Linked DNA regions of Mus musculus: regions 1 and 2 are each linked to region 3. The links are chromatin contacts, called in public promoter capture Hi-C maps. All regions are on one chromosome and are shown on one strand. Each heading gives the region's core, a stretch centred on a gene start, on an enhancer-like site or on the middle of the called end of the contact. The rest is flanking DNA. Distances are from core to core; before and after follow the strand shown.

Region 1 (3,584 bases), core at 357-2,856, 210 kb before region 3:
GAATATTCGGAGTAACTTTTGATAAGGGTGTACTAGCAGCTAATATGTCAAGACTTGTAAAGAATTTGGAAATGTTTCCTGCTTCTTCACTTAGTCCAATCACTCTTAGCACCCAATGGCAAAGCCAGGAACACTCACCATGCTTAACACTCTTGAAACTCCACCCTCCCCAGAAAAGCTTTAAAAGCAAGGGCTTCTTCCTCACTGGCAATGATCTTTGTTCAACAAATTACTGATGGCTGCCCTTCTAATTCAGGAGCAGAGCAAGGCTACGAAAGTGAGAGCGCATTCATGAACAAAAAAAGCGTTCACTGTACTCTCTCGTCACTGAGAACTGTATCCTTTCACTTCAGCTTCTTCGCGGACTCAACCCATAAGCAAGTCTCTATTTACATTCTTCCCTGTTCTGTCCACCGGCTCCACATTTCCCCCCATCCTGTAATAAATTCTTGATTTCACTAAAAGGGCACGCTAGCACTATAACCCTCTCTCACTGTTTGGGAAAGGTATGTGACCAACCAGGGTTCTTCCCTTCCTGTCGGATCCTCCCAGTATTGCAGCAGGAAGCAACCAGTCCACAGTGATAAGCTCGCTAGTATTTGTGCAGCGCACAACCTTTCCTGTTCGGGAACTGGGCCTTCAGGTCTGGCAGGGATAACAGCCACCACCCATCCGCAGCCCCTTCTCGAAAGCCAAGTAAAAGGAGTTATCCCGGTCTGGTTGTAGCTAGGCAGGGACAGAGATGAAAAGGGGGGGAAAAAAAAAAAAAAAGAAAAACGCGAGGTGGGAAGTCATCTGCTTGCCTGGACACTGCGACAAGTGCATGAACGCCAGGAGTGATGGACAGCCCCTCTTGCCCTCCCCTTCTCTCCCTCCCACCAGCCAGGTCGCTCCGGAGTGCTAAACATTAGTTGCCCGTCTGTGGGGAGGGAGGGGACAGTCCGCGGGTACTGACCTCGAGGTCTGCGGGGATGGGGGTGGGGGCCCGGGGACGGGCGAATCTGGCCGAAGCCCAGGAAAAGGCTCACGAGGAGGGAAGGGAAGAAAAGGGAAACGAACAGAAAAGAGAAAAAGCAACACCCCCGCCCCCCGAGCCAGTGGGTGTCCCGATATGGGTGCTCAGCCCAGGCAGGGGCCTGTCAGAGGGGGGACGTGAGACGAGCAGCAGCATCCAAGAGGAGGGGCTCGAGACGCCCAGGGAAGGAACTGCACGGCCGTGAGGGACGCAGCCATCGGGGAGGACATACAGAGAGGGGCGCCGCGGCTCGTCAGGCCTCCCAAGGGCGCGGGAACCCGGACGAGCGGCGGGACCCCCGACGGGGCGGCAGGAAGGAAGCGCCGAGGCGGACTCCGACCAGGGCAGGGCTGGCCCTGCGCGGGTCCCCCGGGAGTGTCTCGGGCCCCAAATGGGCTCTCGCTGGCCCACGGCCTCACCTTTAAAGAGGTAGTCGTACTCGTCGTCGCGGGTGCCCATGGCGCGGCCGAGGAGCTGAGGGGCGGGAGCGGCGGTGGCAACGGCGGCGGGACCAGGGGGCGTCGCTGCAGGGGTAACCCGAGCGAGCGAGGAGCTTCAGCTGCCGGACCCGGTGACGAGCCCCGCCCTGTATGCGTCACTTCCGGAAGGCCCCAGCCCCTCGCAGAAAGTACTTCCGGAGAGATGGCACCCCGCCCATAAGCTAGGCAGGGTGGAATGCGCAGGAGTGGACACCACATTCTCACCCGGCTTTGGGAAGGCATACAGGAAAAACAATCCTAAAATGGTCCTTGGAGCCTTTGGCTTGTTCTTCTCCCCAATCATTCAGAGAAGCGAAGTGTAAATCTTTTAGTATCTGGCTTCCGGTTGGGGGCGGAGTTTTGTCAGCATTAGAGACCCGAAGGCACTGCTGCCTCCGTGCTGGTTCCATGGTGTAATGGTTAGCACTCTGGACTCTGAATCCAGCGATCCGAGTTCAAATCTCGGTGGAACCTGCTCCCTTTTCTTCATACTTTTAACTCATATTGATTGTATTCTTTAGCTCATATTGAATAATAGAATAACCTTGTTATATCTGCTCTTGGATTGAACCACAGGTAGCCTTTACCTATGAAGACTACACTAATCAATCTTGTCAATTCAGTAGTATCTGATCTTCATGGAGACCTATTGAACTCTTTGGTTTTTCTTAGCCTTGGAGAAAGTTTGTTACTTGATTCCTTTTGCTGGAATTTTATACCCTCAGCTTCAGTTAAGGATAGGCACTCCTCACCCACTCAATCTCTCCACAAATCTATTGCACTATCTCCAGATGTCATTAAGAGAACTTCGCCCACCCTTTCTCATAAAGATTCAAGATCTTGAGTCCTATTTTCTGGCCTTCGAGCTAAGCCCGATTAAATAAATTTTAACACAAGAAGAATGGCAATTCCCATGTTAGCAAATATCAGTGTTAAGACTCAAGAAATTTGCCACAGCATCTCCTAATAATTTTGTTCTTGTTGTTTGAGGTGGTTTCACTCCCCCTCTGTACCCCAGAATATAGCTCAGGCTGGCCCTGCTGTCCTCCTCTGCCCCTTCCCACCTCCACCTCCGTCCACACAGAGGCATAGTCATCTAATAATTCCTGGGAAACAGATGTTTGTCATTCAGCCTACAGATGGAATTCAAATTGCTAATCAACTGACCTTAAGCAGAGATGTTATTTTTTTATTATCTGAATAAGCTCAGGGTTGTCCTTAAGGTCTTTCCAAAGTTGGAAGGAGGATTGTCAGCAGGGACGAGATGTTCTTCCAGACAGCCACCAGCAAGTCTGAGGAGTTCCCTTATCTATTAGGGACCTGGATTCGGAGAAAAACTGATTCTTGACTTTGCTGCAGCAAAACATTTCAGGATGAACCAATATGTGAGACAATCAGACTTTATTAGAAGAGATTTTTAATATAGATTCTAAGCTATATACTTAAGAGGAAGTGAGGGTCTCAGAAAGAAAGGTGTGGCCAAGAACATGTCTGGGAGTGCCTCAGAGAGGACTAGAGTTTCTGAGGAATCCAAGATCACAGGGCGGCTCCTACTTGGTGAGTAGAAACTTAACTGATGGGGTAACATCCAAGGTCACAAAGAAAGGTTGCAGGGGAACCTGGGGTGTTTTTCCTGTAAGCAAAGCTCTAGCCTTGTTTATGAGATGGGGAAAAGGGTGGCCACACTTAACCATCAAGGCTTCGTCCTTAAGGATAGTTCATTGCTGTTTTAACACTCTCTCTGATACATGTCATGTTTTAAAGGCTGTCACTAGGCCAGGTGTGGTTACACATGCTTTAAATCCTACTTGGGAGGAAGAGGTAAATGCCTCTGTGAGTTCAAGGCCAGCCAGGGTTACAAAACAGGAAAAACATAGCACAAGAAAGGCCATCCCTACAGCTGGGGATGGCAGCACCTGTGGTCCCAGCACTCATGAAGTAGAGGCAGAAAGATTGCAAGTTCTAGGCCTGTCTGTGGAGATCCTGTCTCAGAGGTGGTATGTGCCTGTTCCTGATAGCTCAGCAGGTAAAGGCACCTGCCACCAGGCCTGAAGGGCTGAGTTCAATTCTAGAGACCTACAAAGGAGGAG
Region 2 (3,586 bases), core at 274-2,773, 250 kb before region 3:
CCACACCCTGCCCTCATAGCAGGCAGGTGGATGACTCAACCAGAGAAAAGCTTGGCTTCCTGAAGCTGAGTTTCCCAGCTTGCCTTGCCCCATCTCCTCCAGTTCTCAGGAAAGATGGGATAATCCAGCAACCACCACTCTCCATGGAGTTTTCCATCCTGTCTTGGCCTGCAAACCTTGAGAAGACCCTTGGCCCTGAGCACAGTTCCCTACTCCAGCTCCCATTTAGCTCAGGAAAAGGAATACACAAAAATGGATACAGGCTAACATTTAAAAGTTATTCAAATATATGGAGAATCCCACTGTTTCCCTTTCCAGTGAAAATACAGCTGGGTGAGGCTCTAAGGCTCTAAGTCAGTCAGTCATTAAGCTGGAAGCATAGCCTTTCCTCTCAGCAGGCCTTGGTATTGCTAAGAAGGATAAACTGAAGCAGCCATAAAGAGCTTAGGTAACTAGATCTCCTAGGGGGGGTGGGGGGAATCTTGATTTTCAGATAAGATAGTGGTTGAGTCCTAAGCACTGAGCATTAGACTAACAAATAGCTTTGGTTTCCTCATTTCTAGACAGTAATAGCAGTCCTGTCCTACCCAGGGCCTCACCCCCAGCTTCCCAAAGTACTAAGTTTCTTTCTGTTTGGTTTGAGACAATGTCTCTCACTATAAATAAAGTCCTGGCTAGCCTGGCTGTGATCCTAGCTGGCCTTAAACTAAGATATTTGCTAGCCTTTGCCTACCAAATTATGCCTCCCAAATCACACCCAGCACCTATGCTTCAAATAACCTAACTGGAATGAAGGTCACTCATTCCAGTGCTACACAAAATAAGCTATCCCTCAATTCCACAAGGTATGCAATCAAGCCTTGAGCCTCTCTCACTGCCTGATGAGTTTAGATCAACCATACTGGAACTGACTGGGAGGCTCTCAGGCTTATATCACTCCCCTGTACTAAGGAAGAACTGAGAGGCAAACTAAGGTAGATGGTTTGAGGCAAGTCACAATGCAGGACCCAGGGCACCTTCTTCTATGTAGGCAGGCATCTACCAGCAGAAGTAGAACCTATTTACCTACCTTTCAGTCCTAGCTAGAACTGGCTGAGAATGTTTGTTATCTAGCAAGAATGCTTTTTCCTGAGTCAGGTGCTACAAAGGTCAGCCTTATACCAACCAGACTGAAGCCAACCTCTCTTCCAACATGTTAGCTCAACTGGGACGATACTTTGTTACTGAGAGGCAGTGGGACCCTGAGGAGTTTACTTTCCCACTCTAAGTTTCAATTTCTTCATAAGCACTGAGTAGGGAGAAAGGGGAAAGTGACTGATCTACCTGTGCCACAGCTTTCTGAACTCGCAGAAAACAGTTGAATGCACTTCTACACAAAACCAAGGAGCTGTTGCCTGCTCGAACAGGAGCTCCCTACTTTTCAGAACTGCTCTTCATCTGGCCTGCTGTAGAACAGACACTCGGGGTGGCACACATCACAGTTACTTCAGCCAATTGCACAGCCAGTTCCCCTTGCGTCATATGACTTTCACTGTTTAACATTCACAGTAAAGTCACAAGGTGGGGCTGGGAGCTTAGTAACAATAGCATGAAGTGTAAACTGTGGTGGTTGTCTAGAAGATTCCCTAAGAATTTCACCAACTGACTTTCACAGACATTTAGAGGTGAGAGGGCTCTTAGGTCACACTTGACTGTCAAGCTCCAGCCATTCAGGTTATTTCCAGACACCTTGCCTCACAGCTAAGGGTCACAACTGTTAGATTCATTTATTGTTTTTTCCAGTCAAGTCCTAGAATTCGTAGACAAATCATTACCCTCAAAGGGAAGGAGAGTAGCAATTGAAGGAGGGACTCCCTTCTTCTCTGTGACTCCAAGTCACTAAGGGACCATCACTTCATCTCATGTTGACATCACTCTGCACTCACTGGACTGGGTGAGATGAGCTGAGACAAAACTACATTTCAAGGGCCAACCTGAGACTGGGACTTTTTACAGCTGTTACTTCAGTTAGCCCACTGGAAGCATGAGCTCCTGGAAGGCAGGGATGCTGCTATTTGCTTAAGGCTGCTAAACTGTTGACATTCACACTGAAAGACATAGACGCTGCTGCTTCTGAATCAAAGCCTCTAGTCGCCAGGACTTGGAAGAATGATAGTACAGAAAATATGGGGCAAAGACGTCCCAGAGCATAGATTTAAGTTTTGGCTCTGCAGTGCTTAGCACCCTAGCCAAGTTACTGTACCTGTCTGGGCTTCCACCCCCTATGAGGCCAGAGAGCATTTGTATAAGTCAGTGATACATGTAAAAATACACTGTGAATATCCTGAGCTATTATCTAATGACAATAACCAGCCATTTTCTTGTCCTCCAAAAACATGTTTTTTGAGAAAAGAATGCCTGAAAAAGCATACCTTAAGATATTTAATAAGATTTAATCTTTTAGTATGACTGTCTTCTCCAGCCCCAGGATCCTGAAAGCACACAAAGTTAACTGATGTCTATTTCTGGTATTTAAATGAATCCTATGTCCTTGCTTGTCCTAAGAAATCTCTCTTGCCTTGCAGATTACATGAAAGAATCTGTGTGCAGTTCTAGCACTTGCTCCTTGAACAGCAGTGAAAACCCTTACGCCACAATTAAGGACCCACCCATCCTCACCTGCAAGCTTCCAGAAAGCAGTTATGTAGAAATGAAGTCACCTGTGCACTTGGGGTCTCCGTACACAGATGTGCCATCCTTGTCGACATCTAATAAAAATATATATGAAGTTGGTAGGTGTCTCACATAACTTAGCAAAACCAGGGCAACAGTGCAGCATCTCAAGTGAAAACAAGCCCTCCTCCACACACTCTATCTCCATACCACATCCTTCTGTTTGGTTGCATTTGAAGGAACCTGAGGAGAAACTTTGTCTCAGGGTTGCCCTTCCCTCTAATGCAGGAAACCAGAATCTTGTGCCACCTTGCTTACAAATCACAACTGATAAAAGTAGAAACTGTGAGGGTGGAGAGCCAGTATACAACACTTCGACTACTGTTAATACAAATCCAAAGCGGAAAACGAAAACAATCAGAATGGCCGTTTACAAGTTTCTAAATCACTTCTTAAACCTCCCCCAGTAAGACCCACACCTCTAGGATGTCTTGAATCTCTTGTTGTTGAGCAAACTAGGATTCTGGCAGTACACTGTCTTAGGTTTTTCCCTCTCTTAAGCAAGCCTCCATCCTAATCCTCCTGGATTTGTCAGATGTATACATATACCCACAGTTTTTCTCCCCAACAAGTTAAATAGAACTTTCTTCCCTCCCACCAAGGCAACAATGCTAATCTATTCTCTGAACTCATTTTTCACTATATTCCTTAGAGCCCACAGTCAGTGTGGTCCAAGAAGGCCGAGGTCATAACTCCAGCTATATCCAGAATCCATACGACCTACCTAAGAACAGCCATATTCCTGGTCACTATGACCTCCTCCCAGTAAGACAGAGCCCTGCCCATGGGCCCTTCCAGGAAAAGCAGTAAGAGGGATAAGCGTCTCTCTTAGTGTGCTCTGCTGACTATTTTCTGACTCTGAAAGAAGACAATC
Region 3 (3,707 bases), core at 795-3,294:
TCGGAGTAACCGCCTCTCCTGTGTCCCCATCCTGATCAGTTTCCCCATGATGGCCGGTTAGGTCTGGTTACAGTTGGCCTCTCATCCTGTCCAGGGAGAGGCAGAGGCTGCTCTGGGATTCATGTTAGTAATCAGGAAAGGTTTCTCCATGAAGCCCAGCCTGGGGGTATCCCCAAACCTAGAGGGAAAGAGGAATTATTTGCCTTCTTCTGAGATCTAGGATTCTCTTATCTAGAATGGTAGAGTGATGGGACTCCCAGGAACACAAAGCATCAGTCAGGTCTGAGACCTTGTTCTGAAGAAGCTAACCACGCCTTCCCTCCACTCCAGGGTGCAATGCCTGCTCTCAGGAGACTATTCTGTGGACATGCCAGCAGTCCAAGTTTCTGAGTGAGTCCTGGAGGCTTTGTGGATTCTCCAAGTCTTTCCTGGTTCTCCCTGCAGCCCTCAGGCCCAAGCCAAGGTTGCTGGGAGCTCAGTAATCCATACCTTAGGTCCAGGTCACAAATCTCAGCTTCTCAAAGGCAACAAGGAGCTGGAGAGGCATGTTTTTAAAGTATAGATAGCAAGAGAAAGCAGTGGATGGTGTCTCTGAGGACATTAGCTAAGTGAGACTCTGCCTGCTCATGTGAGCTAGTTTTTGCTGTTGGAAGCTGGGGTTTGTTTTAGACTCTTTTGAAATTCTTGTCCTGTCTCATCCAGAGAGGACACAGGACTTCTTATTGAATGGTATGGGTCGGTAGAAGGAAAATGAGAAATGGAGCCAAAGGCCAGGACTCTCAGCTCTACTGCCTACCAGCTGTGTCGTCCGAGCAGGCTAACCTTACTGCCTCCACCATGGCATGGGTGTTGTTGGTTATGCAAAACCAAACTCTGGAAGGATGTCTGGGGCAGGGAAACTGAGGAGCACTGGTCAGGGAGGCTTCATTTTCACTGTACATTTGACTAGATTGTTTTACCATGTGTATGCTGTAATAATCTAAATGTAAATTTCGAGGCAGGGTTTCAGGTAGCACAGGCTGGCTTTGAACACAGTGTGCAGGCAAGGATGACCTAGAACCTTTCATCCTCCTGCCTTCATCTCCCAAGTGTTGGGATAAGCTCGTGCCACCATGTCGACTTTGTGCAATGTCTGGGAATTGAACCCAGAATTTTGTGTATGCTGGGTGAGCACTGTACCAATTAGACTATATCCCAGCACATTTAAATTTGATTTATTTGTATGAATATTACCCATATAAGTAGTAATGACATTGAGTTACAAGAATTCTGAAAGACTAAACACACATAAAGTCAATGAAAAAGCATTAGACAGACTCAGAGTCACTGGGATTTAGTTTTATAGATGCGGGAGGAAAGACCCTCAAAGAACCCTTGTTTTATAAAGAGCCTTGAGGCCCAGATTTGGCAAATATCCATTAAATCTCCATATCTAAAGATATTATACAACAATTATTTAAAGATGCCTGGCTTTTCATAGGATAGTCATATCTCAGGAACGGGCCGAGTAACACATAGATCTCTCCAGTAACTCCCGGGAGAGGCACGGAGTCCCTGAGAGGAGAACAGGTGTGCTTCCTTTAACTTCACACAGCTCCAAGGGATCCAGACACGAGCCTCCAGCGAGTCTCCCAGGCTTTCTGTAAACCACACTAACTGGGAGCGCCAATGTGCCGGCCTAGAATATCAGAGCAGAATCATCAAAGGAGTGGGAATAAGTGAGCTTCCTCCTTTGCCCTTGGTTACCCTGGCCTCTCCCATCTTCTCCCAGCACCCTGCCCCTGGTGGAATGCAGCCCACGTGCACCTCCTACAGGAATTCTAGAGGGTCTCTCTCCTTCCCCTGCGAGAGGGGAGGAGAGCTGAGCCTGGCTGAACCATCCTGCCTAAACACATCATTTACCTTCAGACCTTGACATCTGGGTCTTCCAAGTTCGGGAAACTTGTCAGAATCCGGGGTCTCGAAGAGTAGGTGTGAAGTGGAACCACAAGGAACACCCCATTCTCCTCCTGCCGGCTCCCTTAGGAATCCTAATTCAAGGGTATGAAGGGCATGTCAGGGGACGCAGATCCAATCCTGCCTAATACCCGCCTCCTCTAAGAAGCTTACGGGGCATTGTACAAGTTCTGGGCCCCATAACAAACCCGAGGGGGTAGACTTTTCACCAGGGACACAGAATAGACCACCTCCACCAGAGTCAGTGGGGGAACTTCTCAAATTTGCAACTAAGCTATAGGAATTGTAGGCCATTTAGGGCTTCCATGCTTAGACGGGAGGAAAGACATAGACAGAAGCAGAAAGCTCTGAGAAACCAAGAGAAAGTACGTGGGGCTTAAGCGATCAAAAGACATCAGCACCAGGCTCCACTAGCTACCGTGGGAGTCTAACCATAAGTGTAAATGTGGAGACAGTAACACCCGTTCCACCTAGATGTAGGGTGAGTATGAAAATCAAGTTGAAACTGAGGGCCCGGGAGGAAAATATTCAGCAAATGTGAAAGCATTTTGGAATGTGTTTTATTAAGCCAAAAGAAAACCCTTAGGGAATCACGCTGGGACATCACAAGATACTGAAGATGCTGGCTCCTGAGCCTCTCGAAGCTCTAGCCTTGTTAGCATTTTGTCTAAGCTCCGCCCCACAGTTACCTGGCAACAGCCAGGTATGCCTGACTCACTATAAAAGGAGCTGCTTGCCCCCTCTGCTCTCTCTTGCTCTTGCCTCCCTGCTCACGCTCTGTCCCCCTCTCCCCCCTCTCCACCCCACGTGCTCATGGCTGGTCTCTACTTATCTATTCATCTTCTCTCTTCCTTTCCCTCTCCCTTTCCCTTCCCCCTCCCTTTCTCCACCTCTACTACCTTCTTAATCCCCCTCCCCATGCCCTGAATAAACTCTATTCTGTTACTAAACCAATGCCGTGTGGCTGGTCCCTACCAAGGCACCCCCTTCCCTCACACCTGACTACGCCTCCACTAAATATATTCCCTCCTCTCTTTATCTTTTTATAAATACATCACTGATCACTGTGGCAGTTTGGGTCCTGTGCCCTGCAGCTATGTCAAGCACTAGACAGAGTCAGATGAATCTGAGACACTGAGAGAACAGGTGTGTGCCTGCTCCTCTAACTCTGTCTAGTGCTTACAAGCTGCCTGCCCCTCCTTTCCTTGTATCCCACATGTACATGAGTGGCTGCTGCTTTAATCTGACATAGCAGGTAATCTCTCCCAGCCTCGAGTCTGCCCCATGTCATCCCGAGTATCCTAGAAAAAGGACAGGTAATTTGCTTCCTCTGCCAAACCCTGCAGGGGCACCATAGCTGGTGGAAGAGCGAGATAGACCTCTGTCCCGCAGTGACACCCGGTTTTGCTTTTATGCTGTCTCCAGCAGAACCAGGTTCATTTTCTTTTCCTTTCTTCAACATTCTGTCTGGCCCCCAGAGACGGAGAAGGGAACAACACAACTGACAATGCGAGTTCTCTTTATTTCTGTTTTAAAGTGTTATTTACGTAGTGCAGAGCATTCAGAGAAGAAGAAAGATCCCTTTCTCTCGTATCCTTAATAATGTTAACCACCTCTTGCTAGTATCTAACCTACATTTTACTTGATAGAAATGACTCTAGTTCCTTTGTCCTTTCCTCATGAAATTGAAGCACCAGTGGAATGTAGGAGAGTTTGCAGTTCGCCTAGGAATGCAAGCATCGTGTGCAGTA

Evidence for each region. Promoter capture Hi-C pulls out the DNA fragments that hold promoters and counts their contacts. Capture Hi-C pulls out chosen DNA fragments and counts their contacts.
Region 1: a contact with region 3 is called in a promoter capture Hi-C map of pancreatic islet. The contact joins the promoter of Rab11a here to the promoter of Slc24a1 in region 3. A contact is called at or near these places in 16 of 39 promoter capture datasets (the C10 cell line, the HPC-7 cell line, cranial neural crest and 10 more), 2 of 15 datasets of contacts at CTCF or cohesin (large pre-B cells and pro-B cells), 9 of 484 Hi-C or Micro-C datasets (CD8 T cells, the G1E-ER4 cell line, the N1E-115 cell line and 4 more), 29 of 115 datasets of contacts at active chromatin or transcription factors (the 230-238 cell line, the HPC-7 cell line, the SCID.adh cell line and 20 more) and 5 of 9 other capture datasets (adipose tissue, embryonic stem cells, liver and 2 more).
Region 2: a promoter capture Hi-C map of the HPC-7 cell line shows a contact between it and region 3. The contact joins the enhancer-like site here to the promoter of Slc24a1 in region 3. A contact is called at or near these places in 10 of 39 promoter capture datasets (the C10 cell line, the HPC-7 cell line, cranial neural crest and 5 more), 3 of 15 datasets of contacts at CTCF or cohesin (the NIH/3T3 cell line, embryonic stem cells and large pre-B cells), 4 of 484 Hi-C or Micro-C datasets (the N1E-115 cell line, bone marrow-derived macrophages, growing oocytes and 1 more), 7 of 115 datasets of contacts at active chromatin or transcription factors (embryonic stem cells, large pre-B cells, oligodendrocyte precursor cells and 1 more) and 3 of 9 other capture datasets (adipose tissue, embryonic stem cells and liver).

Annotation. Positions count from the first base shown.
Region 1 is chr9:64,736,150-64,739,733 of GRCm38.p6, forward strand. Rab11a (RAB11A, member RAS oncogene family) reads right to left here and starts at 1,607. Exons shown (of 5, transcript NM_017382.5): 1 at 1,435-1,607. The coding sequence starts at 1,474. It overlaps n-TQctg9 (a tRNA gene), which reads left to right and starts at 1,897; the gene lies at 1,897-1,968.
Region 2 is chr9:64,703,163-64,706,748 of GRCm38.p6, forward strand. It overlaps Megf11 (multiple EGF-like-domains 11), which reads left to right. Exons shown (of 25, transcript NM_001134399.1): 24 at 2,565-2,771; 25 at 3,365-3,586. The coding sequence ends at 3,522. Among named protein-coding and RNA genes, the nearest start is that of Gm36311, 19 kb to the left of the region's middle. Within about 2 kb of position 1,524, at least 145 of the 459 cell types and tissues checked have an H3K27ac peak or open chromatin away from gene starts, as enhancers often do. A contact at or near this core is called in the HPC-7 cell line, adipose tissue, bone marrow-derived macrophages and 1 more, where this site is marked.
Region 3 is chr9:64,949,576-64,953,282 of GRCm38.p6, forward strand. Slc24a1 (solute carrier family 24 (sodium/potassium/calcium exchanger), member 1) reads right to left here and starts at 2,045. Exons shown (of 10, transcript NM_144813.2): 1 at 1,903-2,045; 2 at 1-178. The coding sequence starts at 48.